Regions from separate parts of the Mus musculus genome. Here all the other regions are linked to region 2. Evidence: chromatin contacts called from public HiChIP or PLAC-seq and promoter capture Hi-C data. All regions are on one chromosome and are shown on one strand. The core of a region is the stretch at or near the end of the contact, and the rest is flanking DNA. Distances in the headings are between cores, read along the strand shown. Region 1 overlaps Dlgap1 (DLG associated protein 1). Region 2 holds the start of Akain1 (A kinase (PRKA) anchor inhibitor 1). Region 3 overlaps Dlgap1 (DLG associated protein 1). Region 4 has its middle 6.7 kb from the start of Gm41610.

Region 1 (2,700 bases), core at 8-2,507, 1.1 Mb after region 2:
CGGATTCTTCAACACTTGAGCCCTCTCTCTGTAACTGAAAGAGCATGACATGGGAGTTATTTGATTAATGTTAACACAATCAAAAGAGGTAACAGGGAGAACGGTGCCCAGGAGGGCATCATATATTCCTCATGCTTCTTTGGACCAATTTCTTATTTCTAGAATTTGGATTCTCTGGGGAATCACCTTCATAAACAGAGAAGAACTTTTTTTTGAAGCTCTGATCCTACAAATGTAAGAAAATACAGGGCTCGCCTTTAAAGATGCTCCTCTTTGTTCCTTCAAGTCTAATGCTGTGCCATACTTGATGTCTGAGCCAAGGAGGCTTCTATACTGAGTTTTCTAGATACGCAATGTTTACTTCATATATCTTAGACCACTGTTCCAGTCCCTTCAGAGTTTATAATCATTGTTCTCCATGAACTGGAAAGCTGAACCCATGCTGATGAAATGGAAAAACTACCTTTGAAGCATAGTAAGGCTTATTCTGTACACGGGGGTGTGGATCCACCTCACCTCCGCTTAGGCACCTGGCCTCCCACACGCCTGCATAACACATGCATGCTTTTGAGGTCTTTGATCTCTGATTTATGAAATCAGATTTTTTTAATTGGACCATTTCACAATAGCCACAGAAGAATAGCTATGAGGTAAGGAACCTCCCCCTCCCCCTTCTTTTCATTGATCCAAGTAAAAAAGGCATTACCTTACCTTTCCCGTCTTGTTCTAGATCATTAATCTAGGAATGGCCTGACTCCTCAGTGTGATGACCTAGTGTTGGTTCTTTTAATTCAAAGACCTATTCAACAACCATGAAAGAAAACGTCTGCTTCCTGCAGCCTTTGAAAACCACAATTTATTATCAACCTTCAGGATTGTTCAGGCCCCTGATCTAACTGTCTAGGGGCTTAACGTCTTATTTTTATTTCCTTCTAAATTGTCATTTTCTGAGTAATAGGAACTCCTCCTTGTAAACCTCCCATTCGCAATGTCCCTGGACAGTCTGGACACTGTAGCTTCCATAGATAGAGGGTCTATAGTGACCATCCTATAAAAGGAACTTCTGAAAGCATTTGCTTCTACTTACTCTTTCTTCAAACGACAAAAGGAAATGGCTTGGCAAGAATTGTCATCTCAGAAGACATGACACAAGTGGACACTCGGCCTGTCAGCCTGGGCTTTCTGTTCCCCACTGTGTCTCACATTCTGCTAAAGCCTGAAGGCTCTTTTCACATCCCTGCTTATTCATGTGCACTACCGTCTTCAGAGGTAATGAGGTCAAAGAGGAAGTGGGAGGGTGATCTGAGACAACATGTGAAACATGTTTGTACTTTAAAAGGCTTATAGGAAACAAGTGTCCTTGTCAGCTAAGTGAGTATGTGCAATTTGTAACTCTGTGGTTGCCCAGGGCATATTGTATTTTCATTTTATTTACTGTTTTTGTGTGATGTGTGTGTGTGTGTGTGCGTGTGCGTGTGCGTGTGTGTGTGTGTGTGTGTGTGTGTGTAGTGCCTGAGTGGAAATGCATGTCCACATGTGCCACACATGTAGGTGGAGATCAGAGGCCAACCTTCAGGAATGTGTTCTCTCTTTCCTCTCTGGGCTCCAGGGATTGAACTCAGATGCTCTGCTTGCACAGCAAGTGTCTCTATCTGCTGACCCAACTCCTTAGCCCCATGATAAGATTTTTGAACTCTTCTTTCCGGACCCAGAAAAAAGTGGTTGTGTTCCTCCTGTTAGAAACTGATCCTTTCTGCTTTCTAATGGCTCACTGGAGGTGAATTATTGTCCAAAAGAAGACAAACAGAGCAGGGTAGATCCATTTTTTAGATATGTGATCTTTAGATCCAACACTTAAAGCTTTGAGGGCTCAGGGTCTGGAATCTGAAGACTATCTGCTTCTCCCAAAGCATCCAAATCTTGGCACTCAGAATCTTTCACCTCACTTCACCGGGACAACAACTGACAATAGTTATCTATAGTTTCCAAAGGGATATGTGATGTGACACATATATATGGCATATGTAAATGACACATGCATACAATGATATATAGGGTGATATACATTAGGAAAATGAGAACAGCTGCAAAGAAGCTGAGAACTGTGCGCAGCTAAACACTACCTGACATGAGACAACGTGGTATCTACGTGGCTACAAGCGACTACAGCCGTATCCCATGGAAGCCTGTATGAAAGCCCTTTAGAAGTCCTATATCACTGAGTGTCTCTCAATCATTGCAGTTGAGAGATAGCTCCCGTACGTTTGTGCATAAGAGTGACATTGAAGGGGTCTGAAAACCTGAGGATTTCTGGCACCAACCCAAGAGATCCTGACGACCTACATCTAGAGTGACTCAATAGAATCCATCAAGAACCACGGCTTCTACAGAGCTGTAGGCTTATTGTCCCGTGTACTTTCCTGTAGGGGGCAGTAGAGTCTAACCGATCGAAACGTGGGCTTCACCCGCTCAGCCAAGCTTTGAAGTTATTGCTGGATTTCTACATTACTGATGCTTTTGTTTCTTATTCTGTATAATGGGCATGATGGCTGCATTTGTTTTAGGGTGTTAGGGAAGAGAGTTGAGCTCTAAATTTAGGAAATCAATTCAAATTATTGTGTGGAAGGTTTTCAAGGTATAAATGTCTAGCTACTGACGTTCTTTGTATGTTCTCTTTGTTTCGTGTATCGCGGCACCTCT
Region 2 (2,700 bases), core at 194-2,693:
AAAAAATTAAGGGTGGTGGAGGGGTGTTTATTTAAAGCAGTCGGCAGTCATTCAAGCAAATCTCAAATAGTGCTTCATGTGTCCCACGGTGCTGAAACTAGAGGGGCAGATAGTTTTTGTTCCCAAGGGTTTGGGTGTATCTTGGGCATATGAGAGGACTCCACCCCTTTGTGCATGGGTATTTTTCCTACCCATTGGCTGATTTGCATCGTGCTGAGGCAGGCCCCATCTGTTTCATCTCCTATGACACCAGGTGCTAAGAGCATTTGTGACTGTGTTGTGTTGAAGCTGCCCAGATGCCTCCATGATAACCGTAGTTCAAGATTTGTGAAACTATTTACATTTTCAACCTATTATGGCTTTGAACAAACTCGGTGCCAGCCTGGCTATTTAAATGCCTATGTTTGCCAAAACAGGGTAGAGCTTAAGGCTTTTAATCAAATTGTTAGTACTGTGCTTTTAGAACAGCGCTATTATTTCCAGGAAAAGGTGAAGAATGCCCAAAAACTCTGATTGCCTTTGGTTTTGGACAACCCCATTCAACTACAGAGATGGAGGATAAAAGCCAAGGCAAGGGGATCCTTATGTGGTTTTTGACTCTGTCACTGAAACCCACACGCGCGTGTTGCAAGCTGGTGGCATCTAATGAGCGTTGCCTACACCGCACCAACATTAATCAGGGAACAGATATCTTCAAGTGAACTACGGGTTAGGAGCCTGCAGTGAGCATCCAGCAAGTCCTTGTTCAGGGTGGAACCAACTGTAAAGGGCGCAGATACCAACTGAACCAGATCTGGGCAAGCTCTTAAGTATGTAATCAATGTCAGAGATGTTTTTCCTCATCCGTGCAGAAGTTGGAGTTTGTCCGAGACATGTCTCATCTGTACTTTTTTTTGCAGTGACTAACACCGTTTCCTCTCAGGCTATGACCTTGAGAACCTGCAAATGTGGGAGTTGACCCAGTGGTCACGGGGAACAGGACCCGCGAGCAGCGCCCTTGTCATGCATGCATTGCAAGGTCATCCTGTTTTTCTCTTTTAGCTCTCTTGCTGACATTGAGAGGCCTGGGGCAGCCAGAGAAGTCGTGAACAGCAAAGACGGGTTAACTTGGTGGTTCCTCCCTCTGTTCAGAGACAGCCACACTCCAAGAACTCAGCCTCTGGAGTAAAGTCTAGTGCGATGTGGGGAAAGGGACAAACTCATCTTAAATGTCAGCCCGGCATCCCTGGGGGTGAGTGACAGCAGGTAGTTAGAAGCAATTAGTTGTGCGCCTGCCGGGAAACCGGGCAATTACCTTTCTGTCTGGCTTCCCCTTCCGTCCTTCCTGCTTCGGTGGAAGCGGTAGAAGCGCCCTGCTCCTTCGGCGGTGAATCGCCAAGCTGGCGCGGGGACCGAGGAGGAGCTGAGCCGGGTTGCCTCTCCTCCTCCCGCCGGCGGAGCGGTGCATTGTGGAGGCAGCGCGCGCCCAGCGCTGAGCCGCGGCCCGGGACCGCGCGCAGGGAGCTGTCCGAGGTGCTGACCGTCCCGCCCGCACCCTGCGCGCCCGTCTGCTCCCGGCCCCGCGGTTCCCCGGTCCCCCGTCGGCTCCCGCCCTCTGTCTGTCCACCTCTAGAAACCCAAGGGTGTAGCGGCTGAAGGAAGTCATGGTGTTCGCTCCAGGTACTCTTTTATCTTCTTTTTCCGCAGACGTCCAGGCGGGGAGCGGGGCGGGAGGCGAACGCACCCGGAGGGAAGGCCTTTAAGACGACGGGGGTCCCTATGCGTGCTTTGGAGTTGCAGTGGCCCGGGGGGTGGAGACCGCCGGGTCGCCCCTCTCCCACACCCGCCTCATCTGCAACCCCAACCTTTCCGTCTCACAGTCCCGCCTGAATCCCGGCACCCGGAGTGAGCACCGACACCTTGGCAAGTGGCCCACTCGCCAGCATCGGACCTGCGCGGGTGTGCGGGCGGGGAGTGGGGAGAAGGATACAGGGCTTGGGGCTCCTTCTGTGGGAGTCTCTGTCGCCGCCTCTCCTCCCCTTCCTTAGAAGTGGCAAAGTGCCCTGCTTCCTTCCTCCGGGCCTCCAGAGGAGGTCGAAGGCAGGGGAGCGGGGCGAGGGGAAGAGGAGCGCTAGCCCTATGGATTTGGATCTGAAACTCTGTCGGGACTGCAGCAGGAGAGAGGCTACTGCGGCGCCGCGGGCGCTTGCAGCGTCTTCTGCTGGCAGGTGGCGAAGGACCTTCGTCCTTTTGCTGCGATTGGAGGCTACAAGTTGAAGAGTCAAATTTATCTGAGGTTGGCGGGTTTATCAGTCTCTCTCCTCTCTCTCTCTCTCTCTCCCTCTCCCCCCCCTCTCTCTCTCTCTTTCTCTCTCTCTCTCTCTCTCTCTCTCTCTGTGCACGCGCACGCGCGTTCAGGTGCTTCTGCTAGGGCCTCGACCTAGGTGTGTGTGTGTGTGTGTGTGTGTGTGTGTGTGTGTGTGTGGTGGGCTGAATGAAGCGTGGACCCGTTTATAGTTAACATTTCTACGTCCAAAGTTTCTCTCTCTCTCTCTCTCTCTCTGGTTTTTCTCTTTCATCTTTCTAACCTTCTTTTTCAGTTTGCCTGCCCTGACTCCCTCTCGCAGTTCCCCTTCTTGTTTTTGTTTGTTTTGGCTGTACTTCTTTTTAGGGGCAGTGTACAGCAGGTAGTAGGAAACACATAGCATCACTCTGTCAGCT
Region 3 (2,700 bases), core at 200-2,699, 1.2 Mb after region 2:
GCTACATTCATGGAACCCAAACAACATGGTGGCCTAAACCAGACCTGAAAAAGTACAGCACCAACTGAAATGCTGGATGTCATGGGGAACCTAAGAAATACTGAGACCAGGAAGATGTCTTCTTCAGGGATGAACCCCCAATAAGTGATCAATACTAGTGACCAGCCCTGAAACCACGTATACACAAATAGCAGTATACAGACTGAGCAGGACATATTTATATATTTAAACACTCTTTGTGTGTACATATAACTATATGTATATATGATAAATATATATAATTTAAGACATACAGTATATATGTCCTGATCAACAGAATTGCCCTTTAATTAAATAATAGAAATAGGAAAGTCCACAAATATTTAGAAACTATAAAAATGAATTGTACATAGGCCAATGAAGAGATGCCAGGGAAATAAATATATAAATTGTGTTTGTGTGTAGAGAGAGAAAAAGAGAGAGAGAAAGTAAGAGAGAGAAGAGAGAGAGAATAACGATAGCAACTGAAGAATAGGACATGATTCTGAGAGAGAACAAGGGAGGGTGACTGCCAGGCCAACCATGACTACATAGCCAGAATTCCTAACATAGAGATGGTTGGGGGGGGGGAGAAGGGGGAGGAGGAGAAGGAAGAGGAGGAGGAGGAGAGGGAGGAAGAAGGGAGTCAGAGACACACAGAGAGAGACAGAGACAGAGACAGAGACAGAGACAGAGACAGAGAGCAATAAGAAAACCTTTGCTGCTTTTACATCAGACCCCATGGTAAAACAATAAAACACAGCACTGCGTTCATACTTCTATCTACTTTCAATTTTGTGTCTTCCTCTGAAGGCTGTTGGCCATTTTTTGTCCTGAACCATAGAAATGTTATTTCGGGAGTGGGAGAGAGTCTGGGGCTGTTTTACCATTGGATGCTTATCTTTTCAGCAAAGCTGGCCATTGCTAGTTAGAAGTCTTCTGCGGCACAGCAGGTGGTCACCCTATCTCAGCCTGGGCATCAACTCTGCTCAGGAGCTACTTAAACCCAAAGCTTTGTGGTTTAACTCCTTATCTGTAAGGCTTAATCCTCATGTGACGAATGGAAGCCTTAGAAAAGATAATCACAGAAACTCAAGTTCCTAATGTCCTCTGACTCTTTCATGAAATCACCCATGAAACAAACATTTTTTTTTAAACTGAGTGAGAAAATTACCCTGCATTTTTCCCTGAAGGTTCCTCTGTGGCTGCACCAACCACTGCTAATTCTTCAGTATGCACCACCCCCTTCAGGCGCTTTCTGGAACTGACACTCCAGCGATGTCCTGGAAACCAGAGTGCGTCACCTTGGAAACACTCCAGTCTTCCTCTAGACCTACAGTTATTTTTTCCCACCACTGGGCTTCTATTGGGCACCAGAGAGAGCAGGACAGAACATAAGCGCCTCTTTCATTAGAGGGGAGACAAAGGCCGGTTCATGAAGACAGCAGAAGAGGAGGGCTCCCGGGGTCAGAAGAGGGAAGGACAGAGTGAGTCTTAATAGTCTAGCCTGGCCCCCTGAAAGAGGAGCTTTGTGCATTAATTCTCTCCCCTCGGGGCTCCACAGCACTTGCGTTTCGTGGGCTTTACTCATTGTGATCTTGGAATTTTCTGCTTCAGTAGTGTACAGTCTTTAATTCTGCTGCTACCACAGCAAAGAACATTTTAACCAGAAAGCTTTGTCCCTTTTCATGTGTTAGTAAAAGGCTCTTCAGTGATGCCTTGCGGAGAGGTTAATCCATATTCAACAGGTGAATGTTATTGTCCTGGCTAGTTTTAGGTCAGCTTGACACAAGCTAGAGTCATTTTGGCAAGAGGGACTCTCAACTGGGAAAATGCCTCTGGAAGACTGGGCTTCAGGCAACCATTTTCTTAATTAATTATTGATGTAGGATGGTCCACCTCATTGGTGGATGATGCTACCCATGGGCTGGTGGTCCTGATTGCTATAAAAAAGAAGAAGAAGAAGAAGAAGAAGGAGGAGGAGGAGGAGGAGGAGGAGGAGGAGGAGGAGGAGGAGGAGGAGGAGGAGGAGGACTGTGTAAGCCATAGTGAGCAAGGCAGTAAGCAGCACCCATCCATGGCCTCTGCATCAGCTCCTACCCCAGGTTTCCATCCTGTTTGACTTCCTGTCTTGACTTCCTTCAATGATGAACTATGATGTGAAGGTGGGAGCAAAATCAACCCTTTCCTTCCCAGCCTGCTCTTGGTCATGGTGTTTTGTCACAGCAATAAAAACCCTAAGACAATTCTCTTTTTCATTCTCTATGGCCCAAAGCACAAGAAATTAGTATAATTTACCTCAACATGAAATTAATACAGGTGAATAGAACTCATCTTTTCAACCCCAAAGGGCATAACTGGGAAAGCCAGCAAGACTAGTTATTATTCTCTTTGTACTTAATTGATTGAGTCGGAATGCATGTGGACATTTAAATACTGTTTCTATTCAAGTGATAGTGTATTCACAGATCACATTTCTGTTTTGCTCACAAAGCTTTGAAAGTGTGTCCCTGCCTTGTACTATGGGCAGTTACAGCTCGTGTTCAAAATCTGTGAAGTAGACAACTCTGCATTTCCTAGAAACTGTTTTGTTGTTGCTGGGATGAATGAGAGCTTACTCCTCTGAGTTTCAAAACCACCAAGTCTGTACAGCTAAAGCTGAGGGAAAATACAGTGGGTGTG
Region 4 (2,700 bases), core at 188-2,687, 1.4 Mb after region 2:
CAGGGATGGGCTTCTCCTTGGCAGAGCCTCTAATCTGCTATCACCGTCTTCTCCCTCTGAGAGCTCAGTTTACCTTCTGTGATTCTCAACAACTTTGAAGTTCGTGGGATTTTGGGGAGGGGTGGGGAGATTGGTGGAGAGTGGTATTGTTTTAAATACCAAATCTTACATAAAGAAATTAAGCTTTTCAAAGATTCTGAATAATATTCCTTAGAAGGCTCTACGTAGCTCCAAGGAAAAGGTTTGCCTCGAACTGACCAGGTCCTGAGTTCAAGCCCTAGTACCATATAAAAAGGACAAAAAGCTTGCTACACAAATAGTTCTTCCTCCTACCTCCACACCCGCGCTATCACAACATAAGCCATCAGTAAATCAGAGCCAGGGAGACAGAAGGTGCCAACCAGTGACCTGAGTTCAACCTCCTAAAGAAGATGAAGGAGATACCTGGCAGTTCCCAGTGTACTCCTCCAGACACTTGCCTACATGTGCACCCTCAGCACACACAAAATACGTGTCAAGTTTTTAAAAATCATTCTTGAATCCCAAATGGGATTAAGATCCCAGAACCAAGAAAATCCAAAGGCAAGCAGGAACTAAAATTTGAGAATAGAAAGGACTACTAGCGGGATGTGGAGACGGAAGACAGCAGGGAGAATGTGGACCTTGAGGCCAGCTAGGTCTGTAAAGTGAAACTTTGTCTCAAAACACAGATAAGATAGATAGATAGATAGATAGATAGATAGATAGATAGATAGATAGATAGATAGGATAGATGCATATATTCATACATATATACATACATACATGGAGTGAAACTTGTCTCAAAACACAGATAAGTAGGTAGGTAGATAAGATAAATAGAAAAGATAGATGCATACATTCATTTATACATACATACATACACACACACACACACACACACACACACACACACACACGGAGAGAAACTTAGTCTCAAACCAGATAGATAGATAGATAGATAGATATAGATAGATAGTCAGACAGACTGGTTGACTCTGTTGGTTAGTTTTGTAGTTTCTGTATCAAAATTTCAAACCACTGCCTTCCTGGTATAGAGTTCCCTCAAACTGGGGCTTTTCACATCACCTTCCGCCAGCAAGCATTACATGATATGCCCATCTCCACTTCTCCGCAAAGGAGCTCGAGTCAGGTCCTCCTCTGGACGAAGAAATCTGAGTTAGCAGTTGGCCCAGCCCTCTGCAAATGGCACACGGGGCTGGCAGTGGCTGCACCTTGCGGACCGAGGACAATAGTCCGGTGCGAAGCTTGGCGTTTGTGTGCGGACCCAGGGGGCGGGGTGGGGGTGGGAGCCTCAGAAACAGGAAGGCCGAGATTACAGTCGGTTTTACAGCTCTTTTGAAGTCGCCGGGAGCCAGCTCGGGAAGCCTGCAGGCTGTGAGCACGTTGATCAAAGGTCCCTTTGCGGGCTCAAATTAACAGGGAGCTGGCGAGCCCGCGCAGCACCTGCCTGGGAAGAGCAGCGCCACAGCAAACCGGCTCATCTTGCCGGGAGGTGAGCCTCTCAAAAAGCTTGCCCAGGCAAAGTACTTAGGTTCTGTCTGGGTCGGAGGGGAAAGGCGTGGTCTGTTTTCTTTGCGTAGAGATATTTATTTTTAACGTTGATCTTTACGCCACTAGAGCCCTCCCCCCTCCGCTCTAATCCACAAGCAACCCCTTTTCAAAAATGGATGGATGAGTTGAGATTGGGAGAGGAATGAATGGTTTTATCATAAAATTGCGCCGGCCCCTTTACGCAGCGTTGTCCCTTTCATCCCTATTAAAAGCCATAGTATTGATAGGGTTTTTTGTTTTGTTTTGTTTTTTAAAGAGTAGCCCTAAAGGGTCAGAATAAAAACAAACACACTGGAAAACAAAGCCCGTGGGCTCAGAGAGCTGATGCCTAGAAAAGAAAGTGAAAAGTTATGTATAGTTGGGTGTTAATACACCGAGAAGCTGCGGAGAGCGCACAGGAGTTCATTGTGTCAGACTCTTTGTAGTTAATGAGACTTAGGAAATCCCCGAGGACTCGGCAGTGCCTCGAGTCTTCCTAAGGAGCAGATGTGGTCAAAAGGAAAATGGAGAAGGGGTAACTTGGTAGACAACAGAGGATAGAGGTATTTAGAAAATAAAATTATAAACGATCATTTGCCAAGGCAACTCCAAAATCCTTTAGAGTATAGGGTGGTTTTGTTCATTTGTTTTTTGGGGTTATCTCTTTGCAAGTCATTTGATTTCAAATGCAGTGCTCGCACAGCATGCAGAATCTGCTGGGGATTGAGGGCTGCATTACAGCCCATAGCCTCAGACAGGCTGAACTCACCAGCCAGCCAGCTTCCTCCCCCTGTACAGCAGTAACAACACCTCTCACTAGGGTTGTGAAGTCTAAACGACTGTACATAAGGTGCCCAATAAATAAGATAATGTGATAAGTGGCAATATAAGGTGTGCAATAGATAGACTATTACTTTTAAGTCAATCTGACTTTGTGTTTCTATGTTTACACATGTAGTATTTGGAAATGAACCTTGGACTTTAAGAACGCTTGGAGTCATTGAACCACACCCAACTCCTATTCTGACATTTCACTGCTATCCAGGATTTACAGAAAATGTTAGAAAAACTCTGCAGCAATGTTATTTTGAAATTTATAAAGCCTTTACAAAAATGTGAAGAAAGATG

What was found. Promoter capture Hi-C pulls out the DNA fragments that hold promoters and counts their contacts. HiChIP or PLAC-seq counts read pairs in DNA pulled down with a chosen protein or histone mark.
Region 1: a contact with region 2 is called in a promoter capture Hi-C map of the HPC-7 cell line. The contact joins the enhancer-like site here to the promoter of Akain1 in region 2. A contact is called at or near these places in 8 of 39 promoter capture datasets (the C10 cell line, the HPC-7 cell line, cranial neural crest and 4 more) and 3 of 115 datasets of contacts at active chromatin or transcription factors (SST interneurons, embryonic stem cells and forebrain).
Region 3: a contact with region 2 is called in a promoter capture Hi-C map of hippocampal neurons, with 4 times the contacts expected there. The contact joins the enhancer-like site here to the promoter of Akain1 in region 2. A contact is called at or near these places in 6 of 39 promoter capture datasets (the 3T3-L1 cell line, the HPC-7 cell line, embryonic stem cells and 3 more), 1 of 115 datasets of contacts at active chromatin or transcription factors (astrocytes) and 1 of 9 other capture datasets (embryonic stem cells).
Region 4: a contact with region 2 is called in an H3K27ac HiChIP or PLAC-seq map of embryonic stem cells, with 5 times the contacts expected there. The contact joins the enhancer-like site here to the promoter of Akain1 in region 2. A contact is called at or near these places in 2 of 39 promoter capture datasets (liver and stem cell-derived epiblast-like cells), 4 of 115 datasets of contacts at active chromatin or transcription factors (astrocytes and embryonic stem cells) and 1 of 9 other capture datasets (embryonic stem cells).

The regions. Positions count from the first base shown.
Region 1 is chr17:70,524,929-70,527,628 of GRCm38.p6, forward strand. The region is part of intron 2 of Dlgap1 (DLG associated protein 1); the gene reads left to right. Among named protein-coding and RNA genes, the nearest start is that of Gm46581, 81 kb to the right of the region's middle. Within about 2 kb of position 1,258, at least 8 of the 459 cell types and tissues checked have an H3K27ac peak or open chromatin away from gene starts, as enhancers often do. A contact at or near this core is called in the HPC-7 cell line and forebrain, where this site is marked.
Region 2 is chr17:69,437,883-69,440,582 of GRCm38.p6, forward strand. It overlaps Akain1 (A kinase (PRKA) anchor inhibitor 1), which reads left to right and starts at 1,444. Exons shown (of 2, transcript NM_001145192.1): 1 at 1,444-1,659. The coding sequence starts at 1,644. It overlaps A930029G22Rik (a long non-coding RNA gene), which reads right to left and starts at 2,358. Exons shown (of 2, transcript XR_003952217.1): 1 at 1,295-2,358.
Region 3 is chr17:70,632,387-70,635,086 of GRCm38.p6, forward strand. The region is part of intron 3 of Dlgap1 (DLG associated protein 1); the gene reads left to right. Among named protein-coding and RNA genes, the nearest start is that of Gm46581, 27 kb to the left of the region's middle. Within about 2 kb of position 1,450, at least 44 of the 459 cell types and tissues checked have an H3K27ac peak or open chromatin away from gene starts, as enhancers often do. A contact at or near this core is called in astrocytes and hippocampal neurons, where this site is marked.
Region 4 is chr17:70,833,269-70,835,968 of GRCm38.p6, forward strand. No RefSeq gene overlaps it. Among named protein-coding and RNA genes, the nearest start is that of Gm41610, 6.7 kb to the right of the region's middle. Within about 2 kb of position 1,438, at least 129 of the 459 cell types and tissues checked have an H3K27ac peak or open chromatin away from gene starts, as enhancers often do. A contact at or near this core is called in embryonic stem cells, liver and stem cell-derived epiblast-like cells, where this site is marked.